Linked DNA regions of Mus musculus: regions 1 and 2 are each linked to region 3. Evidence: chromatin contacts called from public promoter capture Hi-C data. All regions are on one chromosome and are shown on one strand. The core of a region is the stretch at or near the end of the contact, and the rest is flanking DNA. Distances in the headings are between cores, read along the strand shown. Region 1 holds the start of Kif16b (kinesin family member 16B). Region 2 holds the start of Otor (otoraplin). Region 3 overlaps Macrod2 (mono-ADP ribosylhydrolase 2).

Region 1 (4,604 bases), core at 1,857-4,356, 2.2 Mb before region 3:
CCTGAATTCAAATCCCAGCAACCCCATGGTGGCTCACAACCACCCATAATGAGATCTGGTGCATTTGAAGATAGCTACAGTGTATTATTATAATAATAAATAAATCTTAAAAAAAAAGGACCAGCAAGAAATTCAACAATAAATGAAGTTCAGAATGTTACTGCAAAACAGTCACCTCCTGCCTACACACACACACACACACACACACACACACACGCCTTTACATATTCATGCCTGACTTACTTTTGAATGTGTGTGTGTAGTGTGCACCTGTGCTGGCAGAGGCTGGGAAAGAACATTCGATCACCTAGAGTTACAGATGGTTGTAAACTGCCCGATGTAGGAGCGGAGAACGGAGTCCCCATCCTCTGCAAAAGCATCAAGTGCTCTTAACTGGCAAGAGTCATCGCTCCAGCCCCAGAATAACTGTTTTACATCCATCATGTAAACGATATGAGATCCAAAACAAAAACCAATGTTTCTGAACAAGAACCACAGTATAGAAAATAAATATAATGAAGTTATGTGTCCTTTTGTTAAATAACAAGTTATAGTATCAGCTTCACAACTGGCCTAATTTCAAAGTCAAAATAAAAAAGGAAGAACAATCTGAGAGAGCTGCAACAGTCCCTAAATATCTGTGATTTCCAGTATCATCAAAATTTCAGATGTTACTACAGCTGCACATTTTATTTTAATTAGAGGAGACTATATAGAGGTAATCCCCCCCCCCCCATACACGTTCAGGAGCTTTAAGAGACTTTATTTGGTGATTCTTCTGAGTAACAGTTCTCCTGGCAGTTGTCCTTACCAAACTGATGCTGTGCTTAGCAGTTAGTCAATGGGGAGCCTCACGCGGGGAGCCTCACACTTGACTTCCGGAGGAAGCTTCTGTGCAGGTTAAGTCCTGGAAGACTTTAAAAAGTCTAAAATTTCTAAAGACAGAAACAAATGAAAGGGGTACCAGAGATTCATTGGAATTTGAGAAGATGAGCAAGCCCTTAAAAACCTTCCTGTTTATTCATTTTTCTTGGTGCAGAGAGTAAATTAATCAAGGGGTGGCTGTTCAGTCATTTCTCTGGCGAGAAACCTCGCTGCTTCTAGTTTAAAATCCGCAGGCTTGCTGTTCGTGTTCCGTGGGCCGCAGCACTTTGTCGGTTGTGTCAAATCGCAAGGTGGTGTTGGAATCAGAGGATTATGTACACGTGTAGGCTGCTGGAAATTATGGATAGAATGGCCTGCATAAGCCCAAACTGGACAAGCAAAACCTCCAGGAACAGGAACTCACATTAACAAGTGATTTGCAGTTGAGTGCAGAATTCGCACACCTGTTCTTGGTTGTCTTGGTTGCTCTCAGCGACTCTACAGCTGGTAGGGTGTTGAAGCCCTGCCCGCCCGAGAGCGCACCCTACACAGTTTGTCCCCAAGCAGCTCCCATATACGGCGGGCTCCGCCCCTGCCCGTGGCTGCCACAGCCGGGTGCAGCCTGGCTGGCGGCTGTGCCTGGACCCGCCCGCTGCTTCTGCTATTGCGCATGCGCCCCATTTTCAACCCTCCGAGTTTTCCCGCCCTTGATTGGCTGACTCTGCGCCCATTTCTAAACTTGTAAGCGCCTTAGTCCAGGCTTTGTAGGACTCCGAACAAAGGGGACGTTCTGATTCTACCCTACCTTGAAGGGTTCTAGGAAAGCTGAGATGAGGACTCCTGGTACTAGTGGACCACACATTGGCCGTCGTATTATTTCACTTAGTCTATTATTAAACCCTTGGAGTTCCAGTTTAGCAGGCGAGGCAGACTGGAAGACTCAAAGCTAGTATTGGAGTTCGAGCCAAAAACCCGGGAGACTTTTTCGGCTCCCCTCAGGGACTTAAGCAGCATCACATCTAAGCTTTCTAGAGACCATTTGAACCGAAGTCATCTGCCCGGGAGTGAAATAATAGCGGGGATATGCTGGTCTTGAGGACAGAATGTTCCATTGTGGTCGTTAGAGACCTCGAGGGTGAGGAGGAGCAAGTCAGTAGGCTTGCTTTATACTCCATCAGCAAGTGCAAAGGCAGGAGATCAGGGTCCAGGAGGAAGGCTGGTCTGTAAGTTTTGAGCGACCCTGACTGGGGCAGGAGGAAGATAGTTGATACTGGAGTTTTTGTGTCCAGCAGGTGACTTACAGGTGAAGGCATAGGGTTAACTGAATGAATTTACAGGGAGATAGCCCGGTAAGAAATCACTGATGCCAGGGGCTTTAGCTCATAAAAAAAAAGGGAAGAATAAGAAGAAGAAGGAGAAGGAGAAGGAGGAGAAGGAGGAGAAGGAGGAGGAGGAGGAGGAGGAGGAGGAGGAGGAGGAGGAGGAGGAGGAGGAGGAGAAGGAGAAGAAGAAGAAGAAGAAGAAGAAGAAGAAGAAGAAGAAGAAGAAGAAGAAGAAGAAGAAGAAGAAGAAGAAGAAGAAGAAGAAAGAAAGAAAGAAAGAAGAAAGCGGGTGTCCTCACTTTTGATCCAATGACTAAAGTTAAATTGCTAAACTGTCCCCAAAATGCAAAAACTCCCTTTAGATATGATTCCAACCAATATAACGACATTTCTATCTGCCTAAAAAAATCCTCGATCCTTTGTTTTCTTGGTACCCTAAATTTTGTGGTTCAGAACACATGCTTAGAACTCTTTGAAGAAACAGAGCAGTCCCTCAGAGTTCTCCACGACCTTTCGCTTCTCAACAAGACAGATGAGTTGACGAGCACGGGCCGTATAAAGTCAGGACCATGTTATTGGTTGCAATGCTCGTTTTCGGTAGTCCATTCCTCGGTTTCCTTGAGAATGCTCTAAATGCAGTGATCGTCCTGGGCCTGACTGGGTTTGACTTTCCGAGTTAGAGACAGCACAGCCGGTTGCCATTGACTTCGAGGTGGGGCTGCGCTGGGGCGTGGCCACCGAAGAGGCGGGGCCCAGACTTCCGGGCCCCGCCCCTTCGCGCCGTAGGCAGCTGCCAAACCCCGGTGCGTGGATCACGCGGGCCGGAGCCGCTCTGGGCATGCTCAGTGGCCTGGCAGGTGTGGCCGCCTAGCAACTCCAGGTCGGCCCTAGCCGAGGGGCGGGTGAGAGGGAAGTGGGCGGGGGCGCGGGCACGGGCACAGTCGCTGGAGTGGCCGGCGGCCGCGGGGCGCAGGCCTGTTGGAAGCCCCCGCGGGCCGGGCCGGGATGAGCTATGGCATCGGTCAAGGTGGCCGTGAGAGTCCGGCCCATGAATCGCAGGTGAGTGGGGCCTCCCGCCCCCCACCCTCGCCACACCCCAACCCCGGGCAGCCCCGCTCAGAGGCCGGTCTGGATTGAAAGGGACAAACCCCTGACCCACCTGGCCGTGCCAGTGGCCTTGGCGGTCCTGAAGGGCAAAGCTCTCCCGCGTTGAAGGGGACTCTGAGGGGAAGTGTCCGCGAGGCCGGGGAGATTTCCATGTACAGTCCCCATCCCAGAACGTGAGGCTCTCTTGCTCGCCCTTTAAAAAAAAAACACCAAGGAACCACGTTGGTGAAGTGAAATACTTGGGGGCGATCATGGAAGTGTGAGGGGTTCCCCGAGCTGTCAGACACACGCTCACTTGTGCCAACTCCAAAGTCTCTGTTAATCATGTTACCTTCTAATCTGGAGAGAATTTTCAGGTCCTTGAACGTGAACCCATCGTCTAAACAGAAAGTTAGCAGTTCATAAGTTAAGGTTTACATGGGGGATGAGGAAACTTCAACAAAGTTTTGACTCCTCGAAAGGAGAGTTACGTACGTGCACGTGTTTGACTCAAGTTAAGGGGGCACAAAGTGAGAACACACTTAGTGTGTAACCTCTTATATTTTTCCTACAAAGTAGTGCCTTGCATCGTGACTCTCCTCTCCTCATTGACTGAAAACCATTTTCAGCGACTTCCTCATCAGTTCAGAAAGAAGCTTTGAGAAAGTTAACTTTTGAGAAGGTTAAATGGGCTTAACCAGAGAATGACGTGCATATAAGTGAATGCCCTCCAAGTTGACGGGCGTAGGGCACACAAAGCAGTTCGTGTTTATTGCTGTTTCAGTTCTTGGACATTTGACTTGCCATATGGCTGTTCTCCCTTAGTCATGCTGTCTACTTCAGGAGGTCAGTGTTTGTTGGTTCTGACAGCCAGTTAGGGCAGCAGATTTTACTGGACTCTCCTGAGTCTATTTTTTTTTTTTTTTTTTTATCTTCAAGTAGAAGAACCATTATCATGCTGTAGATCCATAAATACCAGTGCTTTTGAAAGTCAGTGCATTTTGTGTGTGATTTTCAAATTACCTCTAAAACTTTTTAGGGAGTTTGACTTGTGTGTGTGAGTGAGTGAGTGTGTGTGTGTGTGTGTGTGTGTGTGTGTGAGTCTCAGGAGAATATTTGTTTCTTCACATACCCAATCAATACAAGATAAATAGACCCCTGGAGTCTTTTAAATGTTTTGTTTCTATTTTTAAGCATTTATATTATAAAAGGTTTTGTTTGTTTGTTTGGTTTTATTTATTTGCTTATTTATTTGTTTTTGGTTTTTTGAGACAAGGTTTCTCTGTGTAGCCCTGGCTGTCCTGAAACTCACTCTGTAGACCAGGCTGGCCT
Region 2 (4,128 bases), core at 1,491-3,990, 2.4 Mb before region 3:
ACTTTCAGGCTGGTTCCAAAAAAGCAGGTGTAGATTTTAAGTTTTAAAATAAGATTTAAAAATAAAATAAAATAAGATTTAATTTTGGATTTGGATTTAATTTTGGATTAAGTCAAGGTTGAAAACCTGAGGATTTGAAATAATTATCACTTTAAGTCAAATACTGTTTAAGATGAAGGTTTTTCAATACATGTCTAATTTGTAGTTTTTTCACAGACAGAGCACAGTGCCATGCAGCGATGACAGGTGAGCCGAGGCTGTCTGTCGGGCTGAGTTCTGTTTGAAGCATTGCAGTTCTGTTTGAAGCATTGCTTGGGAGACTCACCTCAAAATGACCATCTTGCAAAGGAGCTCAGAAAGGACCTTTTATTTCTGCCCCAGGGCAGTGGGAAGACCTCCATTTTATTTCATGCAGAAGTCACACAGAAAAGACTCGAAAAAAAATTCTGGATTTTCTAGAATATTTTGATCAACTCAAAAACAGGTGGCATTTTTTTCTCTTCAATCTACATTTCATAAATAAATCTACCTTTCATAAGACCATCAGGAAGAACAGCTTAGTAATTTTTTTTAATTCCTTTCTCTATGGACAGATGCCTTCCATTAAAATAGAAGGAGTGTTGTGTTGTATACTTGAACCATACTGAGTCTCCTTTGCTACACACGCACACACAGGTGTGTGCGCACTTATGACATGGGAAGAGAGTTAAGTATAGGTGGCAGGTGTGACTTGTGAGTCAGCCTGTTGGGATGATCATTTTATAGTATGTATTTACCTCAAAACTTCAAGTTGAATATCTTCAATATACAATTTTACTGGTCAATTATATTCCCAGTAAAGATAAAATACAGTTTTCAAAAGTTGAAACATTTAAAGAAAACAAACTTAGATAGAGTGATTATAATGTGTGAAGAAAGTGTGCCAACCTCACAACGCCGACAGCCAATATGACATTCTACATGTTACCAACTCATAAAAGTCACTGTTGGCCCCTATTTTGTACAGCATATACTGTAAATTGAAGGACATATTCTCAAAAACAAAGTCTACATTACCCCGAAATCTGATTCATCCTCCAGTCACCTCTGAGATGCTTACCGTGGTTGGGATCTCCTTGGTGGCCTCCTGGTATACACGCTGCTCCTTCACCAAGTTGCTGGGGAAATAACCTACAATTCCCATCTCATCCTGGTGGTCACCATAAACCTGTGTGCCCAAAGCAGCGGCAGTTAGGGAAAAGCTGATGGCAGGGCTTTTGAGAAACTCCTCTCCTGGTAATGAAAATTACACAAGCCAGTGCTCCCTTTAGCTGTGCATTCCAGGGAATTCAGAGCAAATGTGAAATTCACTGGCAGCATCAGGAACTCTGAGCCTCACTACCTTAACATTACTTCTCTTTCTGTACTCTCGTACTTTGCCTGAAATCATCTGGAATCTATAGGAAGTTAAGGTCAATAAAAATTTAAAGCAAATGGACTCCCATTTTACAGTATGTGTACTTTCCACTTTTTAGCAATTCAAAGTGACATATAGTAAGTACATCCTGACTGACACCTTCATCGGTTTTAGATGTATCTCTTGGATGACATCACCCATGCTTCATCCCTCCCTGGACTCTGCTTTGGTCTGTGGGTACATTTTAAGTCAAGCAAGTGGCTCCTGCAAAATCAAAGAGGATTTTCCCCTTTAGACTGACCAGTCACACACAACCCTTGGCAAATCCTCTTAGACATTTTTTGAAAGAGACTTAACTTATGTGCAATGCAGAAACCTCAGCATGCATGTTTTTTTTCCCCTGATCAAAACATCAGTTTGAATTACCCTTAATTTTGTTGTGAAATCACCCCTTTTTAAAAATGAATCTGAATTTTTGTGTTTCCACTTACGGTTTCCATATTATCTTTGCAGCTACTGTTAAACATTAAACGGACTGAGGACAGGAAAGCCAGGAAAAATTAAGAGTAATACAATTAAGAATATATACATATGTATGTATGTATGTATGTATGTATGTATGTATGTATGTATGTATGTGTGTATGTATGTATTAAAAACAGTCTCGTCTTACACTGCCAGCCCAAAACTCTCCAGCTCCGTTTTCTGTTACCAGCTTGGAGTAAACATAGATCTGCTGCCCTTTCTTGACATCGATGAACCTACAGTCTGGGGCATTGTAATCTTCCTGTGCTCTTGCCAGAGAAATAGTATCTGGAAGAGAAAAAAAAGGGGGGGAAGTGACCAGATGTCCTATGAGTAAGAAGGCAAAGTGTAAGAAAGGTAGGAGAGAGGAAAGGAGAGCACAGCTGGGTTTCAAACGGGGGTTGCGGGGGGCGACAAGGAAATCTTAGGAAATGAATTCTCTGCAGTTAGACCCCAAACACAGACCTTGAGACACAGAGCTGCAAACAATGAGCACATTTAGGATTCACTGCAAAGTACAATCTGGCTGTTTGCCAGACAGATTTCCCATTATATGATAGAAAGACAATGAGAACCAAACCGTTAACAGTGCCTTACAGACACACTCCTCATCCGCACACAACTTCTTAGAAGAAAGTTTATCCATAAATACACCATGCCCGGCACATAGAACCACAAGGCCCCCAAGCAAAAGAATCAATATCCTTGCCATCTTCCTTCTTGCTGTTTTGACTAGCACTCTTTGCCTGATTCAAGGGTTCTTTTATTTGAAAGCTGACTCTCTGGGTAAATACCCAGCCAATAGGAAGGGGCCAACCCCCACCCCCCTCTCTCTCCTCCCCTGTAATTTTATAATGTGTGCAACTGGATTCCAGAGGCTTTTTGGCATTTCATTTTTCAGAGAGAGTCAAACGCCCTGTGTCTGTGTTCCACACAAATGTCATGCCATGCTTAAAGCTGTATCTGCCACAGCTTGTGGCGTCTACCAGCAGGGCTCTGTTGAGAGGCCTGTGAGACTATCAACCACTGTTTATTTTTCTCTTTTGTCCTCCTGTTCTTTCAGTTTATGAGCAAACATGTATTGACTGTAGGAATCTGTTCAAGATGTAAAATGGAGACTAGGGAGATGGTCACTGGATCAGGCACTTGTTATGCAAGTGTTTAGAATAGAACCCCAGAACCCATACAACAACTAGACAGGCATTGTGGCAGAGACAGACACAAGACATCCTGGAGGCAAGCTTGCTAACTGGAGAAACTGTAATCAGCAAGCTCTGGGTTCAGCAAGACCCTCAATAAATAAAATGAAGAGAAACTAAGGAAGATACCCAATTGTCAATGTCAGGCCTTCTCAGGAACACATATGCATACGTCCACACACATGTAAACACAGACACACACACAGTGCGGCACACATATACATTTTAAAGAGTCAAAATGTCTTGAGAACAAATTTTATTTTAGTAAGTCTAATAAAATTCTAGATTTGCATAATATATGCAAATATATTTGCATAATGTATTTTGTGTTGTTTGTATATGTAAATATGTATTTACATAATATAAAGAACTCTTACACAAATATTTTGTGATAGGTTTCTTAGAAGTTATGTTTGGCCTGAGCCACTGTGGATTATATAATATATTAGTTAATATCACAACCAGATCTTACTAATGTGGAAGCAAGAAATAAGTGGGGGAAGAAAAGAAGGTAAATCTTTCTTTATTCCAGTGTTCGTTAGCTTACGACATGGAACCTGAGACAATCAATTTATAAAGACAAAGTTTGTTTGTGTGGGTTACAGGTCTGGAAGTTCTAGTTCATGGTCACTGCTCCCATTAATGTGGCTCTGTGGCATGTCCTGGGAGAAGCCAGTAGCAGAGAACACCACTTACGGCCAGGAACCAGAAGATACAGAAAGAAAAGCCAGCAGGACCTTGCAATCTCCTTTGCGTCACCCGCAATGACATATGTGCCTCTCAGTAGTCCTCACCCCTCAAAGGTTCAGCCTCCTCCCAATTGCACCAATCTGGCGGAGCACACGTTTTAACATGAAGGTGGCGTTTTAGAGACATCCAAGATCAAAACTGTAGCAACTTCTTCTAAGGATCATGTATTTAATCTACAAATGCTGATTGATCCAAGAGAAGAGGGTGAAACTTGAGAATTGTTACTGTGGTGGTTGCAATGAAAATGTCTTCATGCTA
Region 3 (4,145 bases), core at 473-2,972:
TCTCTCTGTGGTCATGGAACTGCTTCTAGAGTTGAGGGTGATTACTAAGTTGCACAAAGTTGGAGTACTAAACATGTGACACAGATCAATGGAAATGTGAATTAGGAAAAACAGGCTATGCTCATTGCAAAACAAAGTCCATAGATATAAAGGAAGATGCCAAGGAGGAAAATATGACCTGAGAAAAGCAAAATGATAGATCTTGGACAACTCTAACATACTTGCTGTGTGACTCTTCCCTTAAGCTTTTAAAAGGATCTGTAGGTAAAGAAATACCAAGATGAGCTCAGAGATGAGGCAGGAAACGGCCCAAAGGCAATGTATCCCTTCTAAAGAAGTAGAACTTCAAGCTAAAAGGGAAAGAAAAGGGAAAATGTTCAAGTCTGCACTGGGTCTATATGATGCATTACACTGGAAGAAATTTTGGTGACAATGTACTGAAACCTCGGTACTGAAAAGGTTCATGGATATGGTCACTCCGATTATTCAATAGCTCAGGAGTGATGATGTGGTCCTGTAACTCATTTGAGCCTTCCAGGAGACATACTGGAGAAATACAGTGACATAAAGAAGGCCCACATCAATCGCTTCAGGTTTTGGTGGTGTTTCATCTGTGCCTGGTGCAGCTGACATTTCTCCATCGTCACAGTCCGAGTACACACCTACACAACTGTCATTTGCCCTGTACAAGTACACTTTGGGGTTGGCAAGTGCACTAACCGGAAGATGGACATGTGTTGTCCACTGGGGAAAGTCTCCTTGCATCAGGGGTTAATTTAGATAGTACACAGGTTTAAAAAAAAATAAGGAAGAAAAGAAAAAACTAAAGCAACTTTACAAAATTCTTGTAAGGTAAGGAAACAAAATACTTGTATGGAAACAACGGAATTGTTTTATTTTAGAAATAAGGAAGCTGACTCCAGGAGATTCATATTTTGCCCGACATCACGCAGATCTGACAGGGAAGAGTCTGGCTCCAGAACACAGTTTTAAAGAGTGCCATCCTTCTCTCCGGCATCTCAGCTAGTCTGGAGTCTGGAACAGTGCTCAGCTGACTTCTCACACGCACCCTGCAGAGGAGGATGCTGCTCCAGTAGCAGAACTTGCACACTTTGGGGTCCGAGCACTAGCAGGAGTGGAAATGTATAAATTGACAAATCAAAAGTCATTGGAGGTGAACAAGAACAGATTGGGCTTTAAAATAAAAGCAAATAAAATATGATGTTGAAAATCCCATTGGTTTTGACACATAGGTGCAAAGACATTAGGAACTGGTTGGTTTAAGCAGCAGAAACAATGCATTAGAGACAAGACCCTAAAAGCAGCCTAAATGTTGATCAAAACAGCAACGCAATTCAGATCCTGAAAGCTGAGTGCAGCCTCCTATTTTATTTGACTTCGGATATTTTATTCTTTAAAACAAAACTTTTTTTTCAGGATCTCCTGTGTGTGAATCGTTTTTATAGAAACCAGTATTTCGATGTGGTAACCTCTTTACCAGTTAAATATTGATTTGCTATTGTCCTGACATAATGAACAAACAGAATAATCCATCGGTGTGTTGAAGCAGTGTCCCTAAGTGCTGCTAAACAGGTCAGCAATTACCTTCTTTGCTGAGTCGTTGCTTTCTTCCACATCAACAAGGCAAAGGCTCACACTGAATTGAAAGGGAAACCCAGAGACAACCCATTCATTCACATGAAAGCTGGCTGTCACTTGAAACTCACAGGCAACCAGCTCTTCTCAGACTGCTGGACTTGCTTCCTCCACCCAGCTGCCAATCTCTGTTTCACCTAGAAAAGTCCCAACCCCCATCTCCTTTGCTATTAAATTCCATATTAACACCTCCCAGCTGCCAAACCTCCTAGTTCTCTCCTTTGTCTACCTTTATAGTTAGTGATCAAGACCAAATGCTCCAGCAAGCTTAAGTCTTACAGCTGCACAAAATACACACGGGAAACAAAACCTTCAGAAGCAGGGCATCCTTTAATGTTTAATTAGCCTAAGCCTGATGCTTACACACATTGTCGTCTGTAAGGCTCCACACTGGTGGTAGAGCTTTAAAAACAACAACAAAAAAGTATTCTCTAGAATATTCATGTCTGAGAGTCACAATCCAGTGATTTTTTTAAATTCTTATACATATATTTTAATAATAATTTAAAACTCAGCTCACCTAGTATCTCGATTCATCATTTTAAAGTGTATTTCTGTAGTTTTTAATTAAAAGTATTTATAGGCTATTACTTATAAAAACTTTGTGTGAATTTTTCAAGTAGTTGTTGCTTGTTTGTCTTTGTTTTTCTTTTCCTCTGATTCAGGGTATAGCAGACCATTTTTTTCAAAGAAAACAAACCAAAAACAAAAACAAACAAACAAACAAAACAAAACAAAAAAAATTTGAATACAGAATCTAACCTCTGGAAATAGATCAAAGACCATATTTTAAACAGTGTTAAATTATAAAGCCCAGAGAGAGAACCAATCTGATCTCAACTATGAACACGCTTCCTGAATGAAGTGTAACTGCTTTTAACTATAAATCACCAGTTAGCAGAAAGGAGACCACAAACAAACAAACAAACGAGCATATGATCCCAATGACAAGGCATGTGCTATGCCTTCTCAGAAATGCACAAGGCAGTGTTTTTGTAAACATGTGGATGATCGGTTAGCTTGACGACACACAGATAAGCAAGCCACTGACAGGGGCAGAGAAGTGGAATCCGAACTGTTGAGCACGCTTTGTATTTCTCCATCTGCATCAGAGATTATACATCTAAAATTACGCTGTTGCTGACTCCACAGGACGCCACTGCAAAGTGTTCGAGGAAATCCCTTGTTGGCTGATGCCCCTGCAGGTCTTACTAGTGAAACTGAAGAATACCTTTATCATGTCAAATATGTTCAGCTGTTTACTGCATGCAAGTAAGATGTGTCTGACATCATTCATCTCTTTGACCTTTGACCTGCAGATCTAAACTGTAACTAAGGTGACCAAAGCTTGACCTTACAATGCTGAGAAACTTTAAAGGTCTGCAGTATTTTGGGTCACATTGTTAAGTTAGACAAAGGGGTAAAGAAGTAATGTGACAGTTTCCTGGGAATTAAGGTCAGGGGGTCAATTCTACTGAGGTGGGTTTTTTTCTTCTTTCTCTCTTCTCTCTCTCTCTCTCTCTCTCTCTCTCTCTCTCTCTGTGTGTGTGTGTGTGTGTGTGTGTGTGTGTGTGTGTGTATTAAGGAAGCTAATTAAATTGTTTGATCTGGACGAATTTTTAGAATAGTAGATTGTTCAAAGTTATAAAAAGTTCAAAGAAATCAAATCATGAATCTCTCTTAAAAAAGGGGGGGGGCAGAGATGAATCAGTGTCCAACTGTTCACAGTGCCCCTTACATCTCACACATGCAATATAGTGCACATGTTTGGGGTTTACACAACCACAGCTAATTCATTTCATTTGCGGAATCTGTTTCAATAAAGGGATAAGAAACTAAGAAGATATATCATAAGAATAGAATACCAAGATAACAGGATCACACTTAAAAAACAAAACAAAACACCCCACAGGATATTCTTGGGAACCAATGCACAGCCATTTTCTACTTATCCTCCAGATAAAAGTGCTCACATGCATATGCAGCATTCATTTGTAACCCATTGTTCGCTGAGGACAGCCTGTAATAAACAAAGTAAGAATGTGTGCACAAGCAGGGCCAGCTCTGCACTACACAAGCATAATGGCTACTCCTTGAGATTGGGGCCCCTGCAGTGGATAGGTGTGCTCTCACTGTGTAATTAAAGCAACACTTCACACGCAAACTGTGAGTTTCTGTTCTCAAGATTTCCTAATTATGCTGATAATAGGCCAGATTAACCTTTTCCACGAAAAGGCACTCTCGCAGGCAATGCTTTCAGGGCATTTGTCATGAGCCCTAATCATTTCTATGCTGAGTCAATGGAAGGAAAATATTTAGTGTTTTCCTGCGTAGGAGTGGGGTGGCATTTTCCTCATTACGGAAGCCAAATCAAATAATATTCCTGCCAACCAACTCAATATTAAAACACACTCTAAAAGACAATTACAGGTGATTTGCACTGTTTGTCATTACTTTGGTAAATAATGTGCTTCTTTTTTTTTTTTTTT

What was found. Promoter capture Hi-C pulls out the DNA fragments that hold promoters and counts their contacts.
Region 1: a promoter capture Hi-C map of second pharyngeal arch cranial neural crest shows a contact between it and region 3. The contact joins the promoter of Kif16b here to the enhancer-like site in region 3. A contact is called at or near these places in 8 of 39 promoter capture datasets (the C10 cell line, cranial neural crest, frontonasal cranial neural crest and 4 more) and 1 of 115 datasets of contacts at active chromatin or transcription factors (forebrain).
Region 2: a promoter capture Hi-C map of second pharyngeal arch cranial neural crest shows a contact between it and region 3, with 7 times the contacts expected there. The contact joins the promoter of Otor here to the enhancer-like site in region 3. A contact is called at or near these places in 4 of 39 promoter capture datasets (frontonasal cranial neural crest, hippocampal neurons, second pharyngeal arch cranial neural crest and 1 more).

What each region holds. Positions count from the first base shown.
Region 1 is chr2:142,899,966-142,904,569 of GRCm38.p6, reverse strand. It overlaps Kif16b (kinesin family member 16B), which reads left to right and starts at 3,106. Exons shown (of 26, transcript NM_001081133.2): 1 at 3,106-3,245. The coding sequence starts at 3,199. It overlaps Kif16bos (kinesin family member 16B, opposite strand), which reads right to left and starts at 1,605. Exons shown (of 2, transcript NR_131921.1): 1 at 1,329-1,605; 2 at 998-1,215.
Region 2 is chr2:143,077,005-143,081,132 of GRCm38.p6, reverse strand. Otor (otoraplin) reads right to left here and starts at 2,740. Exons shown (of 4, transcript NM_020595.3): 1 at 2,519-2,740; 2 at 2,070-2,209; 3 at 1,100-1,207. The coding sequence starts at 2,633.
Region 3 is chr2:140,703,183-140,707,327 of GRCm38.p6, reverse strand. All of the region lies in intron 3 of Macrod2 (mono-ADP ribosylhydrolase 2), which reads right to left. Among named protein-coding and RNA genes, the nearest start is that of Flrt3, 34 kb to the right of the region's middle. Within about 2 kb of position 1,722, at least 27 of the 459 cell types and tissues checked have an H3K27ac peak or open chromatin away from gene starts, as enhancers often do. A contact at or near this core is called in second pharyngeal arch cranial neural crest, where this site is marked.